Linked DNA regions of Bombyx mori: region 1 is linked to region 2. The links are chromatin contacts, called in public Hi-C maps. All regions are on one chromosome and are shown on one strand. The core of a region is the stretch at or near the end of the contact, and the rest is flanking DNA. Distances in the headings are between cores, read along the strand shown. Region 1 holds the start of LOC101741679 (epidermal growth factor receptor). Region 2 overlaps LOC101741679 (epidermal growth factor receptor).

Evidence for each region. Hi-C and Micro-C count contacts between places; a contact is called where the count stands out from the background.
Region 1: a Hi-C map of posterior silk gland shows a contact between it and region 2, with 2.2 times the contacts expected there. The contact joins the promoter of LOC101741679 here to the enhancer-like site in region 2. A contact is called at or near these places in 2 of 7 Hi-C or Micro-C datasets (middle silk gland and posterior silk gland).

What each region holds. Positions count from the first base shown.
Region 1 is chr1:5,484,746-5,487,445 of ASM3026992v2, forward strand. It overlaps LOC101741679 (epidermal growth factor receptor), which reads right to left and starts at 1,277. Exons shown (of 5, transcript XM_038014145.2): 1 at 1,075-1,277. The coding sequence starts at 1,141.
Region 2 is chr1:5,435,952-5,438,651 of ASM3026992v2, forward strand. The region is part of intron 1 of LOC101741679 (epidermal growth factor receptor); the gene reads right to left. Among protein-coding and RNA genes, the nearest start is that of LOC101741679, 49 kb to the right of the region's middle. Within about 2 kb of position 1,335, at least 2 of the 8 cell types and tissues checked have open chromatin away from gene starts, as enhancers often do.

The sequences.
Region 1 (2,700 bases), core at 27-2,526, 49 kb after region 2:
TTGCCAATTTTTATGTATCAATTCGTTATAGAAGTCGTCAATCAAAATGTATTTGATGCAACTTTTACGTTTCAGATACCGACAAACATATTGACAGTCTGTGACGTCGTCAGGGTACGGCTTACGGCCCTATCTCATCAAATAAGAAAATGTATGAAAGATCTACACGAATACTGTATCACATTTATCCACTTTGTTATTTACAAATGTAACGACGATAAATTTTTTATGATGTAAGTTCATAGGGTAGGCATAATTTTATTTTTACCTACATTATGCGCGCGATTGCTTTACTACGCCTGAATAGACTGGATTGTTGTACCGACTCATATCATTAGGCATTCAATATAAATCCAAAATGTTAACTTAACATCACAAAGTTATAGATAATTTGAAATTCAAGGAAATTTATATATTACCGATTGCTGTTTATAATCATACTTTATATTATGATGTATTATTATAAGGTTTATTATAATTTTAGGATCGTCTTGGACGAAACGGGGCAGATTTAACGGCCGTAGTTAAAGACTACAACGCGTTTCCACAGAGCAGTTTGTACTGTCTGGTAAACAAAATATACTTCTACATAACATTGTAAAATAAACCGTATTAAACTAGATCTAAAATCGTTAATTCGTTAACCTCAAATGTACAATATTCTTCAAATGTCAATTGTTCACGTGATCCTGATGTATACGAAAAGCACTGCTTAATTCATAACGTGATCTTCCAAGAAAAATATACCGGTGCTATCGCAATAAACAAGATTGCCTCATAATTGGAAACTTATTTCGGTGCTTGATGATCAAGTTTTACGTGAACCACCGTTATTTTAATAGTTTCGTTTGAGCCTTTCCACTCGGACGCTAGATAGAACGGTTCTGCGGGATGTGTTTATCCATTAGTTTGTCACTAGACCGAGCACCGCGTGTTACGGGACGACTAATGTAACAAAACACCAAGAAAGATTATAAAAACGCGAAACTCGTTTACGTTCATGTGAACCTGCCGTTTTCACTTAAGACGATAGTATGTAAAGCAAAATAAAAAAAAAATATATTGAAGGCTCACCTCTCTCCTGTATCTCGGCACGGACCAGCGCCGCCGCAACCACCACAAACACAAACAAGTTCCACATAATGTCACAGTCACAAGCACTCGACGAGGAACATGCTAGCAGACCCTAACACATTTGGCACCGCCGACACGAGTCGACACGTCCGCCTCGCACTCCAGCGCAGCCTGTATGACTGGCAAATGGCAATGACTATTCCTCTGTCCGCAGTCGCGTCGCTTCGTGTCGCTTGCGCACAGCCTCGCCGCTGCGCAAAGATTATTCATATAGACGTGCCACCCTAAACGACCTAGGTGAAGCGTTAGTTGAGTGAATCCTTTTAAATTTTCAATGACGTTATTTTACAATGATTAACACGCGGCGAGAGCGCATTACATGTGACTGGCGCCTTGAAGCGATTAATTTAAATTACGTTTTCATCAAAAACCATTCAAGTTTCGGTTCGCATTCACTAAGGACTCTGTAAATATTGCTGGCACCAGTGGCACCTATAACTCCGGCCATGGAATGCATGTTATGCTTACTGGAATAGAAGAGGTAAAGTTTAGTTAATAAAATGACAATTTTAATCTCAGTTATCAATCAAGAACCGTATAAAATAATTTGTAAGCTTTTTATTTGTGTTTTAATCAAAAAATTAAGAAACATTTTGTAGTACGTATCAATAATAAATGAACGAATTTCTTTGGAAATATTTAGAAAATAGTTTATCAATCATTTTCATAATGCGTAATAAAAGTTGACTCTTGCCTTCTACATTACAATTAAAATAATCGAGGTAAGGAAATCGTTGAAACTACTAATAGCTTTTGGTGCGTTTTAACTGTCCTCTCTACGTCTTAGCTACTCTTTGATGAGGCGGACAGTGGCGGAGCGAGGCTGAACGGCGCGTATGGCAGGTAATTCTCCAGGACTATGAGGGGTGGACCGGGACAACGGGGAGGCGGGGGTTCCCACAATGCACTTGCGTTTCTGATGAAAGAAAGCCTCACGTGTTCGCTCCCATACAATGGCATTCAGGAGTTTCAATTCTGTTTGAATGAGCTTGAGAGAGAACGCTGCCGATCTGCTTTTGACCGGCGCATCGGAGTCATTTGACCCATTCGTAATACGTGCTTATTTAAATTTACTTTTTTTTTTTGTTATAAGTGCATGAGGAGGTTTGGACAAAATAATTATTGTGGTTTTAGATGGTATACAACTTTTTTGTAAACGGTTTTTTAATAAGGTCTCTTTTAAAGGGTAGCTGCAATTTTTAGTTATCCGGCTGTTGAGTTTTGGAGCTGAGCTGTATTTTTATAATAGCTACCTATACTGATAGCCTCGAGGGGCTGTATCAGCCTCACTGAACGTGTAGGCGAATCTCACAAGGCTCAACCTGGCGAGTTAGCTAGCCCTAGCAAGCTATATCACCATCGACATGAAATCTCCGTGCTAAAAAGATATCTTATCCTTTGCGAGGTGTATTCGTTTCGAGCCATTATGCCGGTGTTTCTTTATTTTAGAAGTCGTCGTGGCCTAACGGATAAGACGTCCGATGTATTCGTGTTGAGCGATGCACCGGTGTTCGAATCTCGCAGGCGGGTACCAATTTTTCTAATGAAATACGTACTCAACAAATT
Region 2 (2,700 bases), core at 85-2,584:
GTATTTACCCAAGAAAGCCTCATGAGGCCACGATCGTCAGCAGGATTATCGACGCAAGGAGAAAGATTGAAGAAAAGTGAACAAGAAGGCTCAGTCCTGCGTGTTGCTGAATTCAGATCAGCAACCCTCTGGACGCCAAAGATATACCCAGCCAAAGATATAATTAGAACCCAAATTGACAGCGACCATCAATATTTCTGAAGTAATACACTGAAGAAGACGAGGATTATTAATGTCTAAATTAATATTAACTAATATTTTGTAGTTCAACGATTGGATGATTCAATATTGTTTACATCAATCGGACTTAAAAGAATTGTTTTATTGACAGTCATCAGACAGCCGATTTCATATACGAACTTGACATTGTTTCTGTAACGGCATTCTATTGAATAGTATTCCAGAAAAAAAATGTCATCAACTACATTAAATATTTATGGGACTTTGTCGGAATACTGTATTTGTTTAAAATTTAAATTGTATGTTGTAACCTTGCACGTCCGTGTTTCTTTTTCCTTGTCGTATGTACTCTCAATGCCATCGTTTTTTAACTGATCTATTAAACCTAACAAACGATTAACATTCACCTTTTACATGTATAGGGTTTCCGGTAGCGATCTTATAGTAGTAGTTCAGCCACGAGATCGTCTATTTAAGAGTTAAAGTAACCGACATGATGACAACAAATGTATTCAAATAGATACAAGAAACGAAGATCATAGCTTATCCTACATCTTCTTTAAGGGCGAACGAAATATGAAAATTTTCCGCCTAGCTGGTGTCATTGCCGTTCTTCCGAATTTGTATTGCATATATCTTGCAAATGCAATGCGTGAAAATGACGTTAGCTCAATTCAGGTGTTTGCCTAATTCCTTTTCATTCGGTGATAGTGACCTATTTTCTAGCTTCCAGCAAATGATCTAGATTATTTAATTGAAACAGAGTCGTGGTCGCGACCGACAAGCCTTGTTGTGATCCGGGATTAGGATGGCTTCGACTGAAAGTATGATGCATCCTAGATTGATTGTGAGGTTTTTATTGAAAATTGTGTTATAATAAATACCTAACAGTTAATAGAAAATATCAATAACGTAAATAATACTATTGATATAATACTACTACTGATCGAAGGTCTAAATATTGGGCCGGTACGCTAATAATTTACTCCGTTTTTTAATTATCTAGGTAATGGTACCACAGATTGATAACTAACTTCTATTAACTAACATATATCCCTATAAAACAATTTAGTAAACGCAGATGTGGTCGGGTTCCTCTAGTACGCAAGAAAAGTTTCATATTACTAGTCAACTAATGGCAAACAATGAACGATCCATGTGCGACCCATAGTGAATGATAACCCTAGTACAGTACTATTGTTATTTTTAATTTGACACCTCCGTGATCTTAGTGGTTTGTGTATTAGGGCTGTCTCATTTTGTAGAATAGAATAACTTTATCTTGGAACACTATAAGTAAATGGCAAACGATAGAACTATTCAATGTACGAGTATATAGTAACGGCAGATCATTTAGGGTTTTCTCTCTCAAGTAATTAGTAGTAGTAGTAATTATCAAAGACTGCGGTTTCGGATAATATAATCAATTACGTAAAATCTGTATAATTATATAAAAATGAATTGGTGTTCGTTAGTCTCGCTAAAACTTGAGAACGGCTGGACCGATTTGGCTAATTTTGGTCTTGAATTAATTGTGAAAGTCCAGAGAAGGTTTAAAAGGTAGATAAATATGAAAATGCTCGGACATAAATAAAAATAACAATTTTGTTTTTCCTTTGATGTGTCGGACGTCCGTCGGACGGATTCATTTTGCTTGTTTTAAGTTTATTTTATACAAATGTTTAGGTCTTTTATTTATCTACTGAGGCACTACGAAGTCTGTCAGGTCAGTAGTATACAATATATTTCAATTTTATATGCGCGTAATTTAAATTATCTTCTATGCTTAAGCTAGCTATTACTATGGGAATTCGATTCTTAATTTCGCCACTTAAGACGAACGTTCAGAACGAAAGTATTCCGACACTATGTAAATAATAACACATATCAATGTTATTATATATAGAATACGGTATATTACGTTTTTTAATACCTTTTGAAAGTAGACGGTGCACGCGGACCGCCTGGTGGCGAGTGATATAATCAACGCTCCCGGATAACAACAATGCCGGGGACACAGCCAACCTCCACAGCGGATGTGACTAGAAAACAACTAAATAGCTCGCTTATCCTGAGCACCGCTAATTACATATTGGAACCAAAAAAAAGTCACCGTCGCCAAAAACATGTCTTGTCGGATCCTTCAGTTCTGCTCTCGGTGCTTACAAGCTCTTCAAGCAAGAGTTCAACGAGAGAACTAACCCATGACACAAGCCACAACGACCCATGACGTTTTTTTTTTTTTTTTCCTACCTAAGCTGGTAGCCTAGAGAGGCTATTCCAGCGGAACCTTAACTAGTAGGTGAGCTCACGGGGCTCAAACCATGACGTTATATATGTACGAGTATTATATATAGATTTATGCAAGTTAAAATGAACCGGTTTAGTATGTGTATTCGGGCAGCCCTGATTTCCGTAATAGAACCGCTCTATTGAAAAACAATAAATAGAGCCATAATATATTTTTTAGCAACGTAAGTAACTTTTGCTCGATATTCTGCAAAGCGCCTTAAATTATTG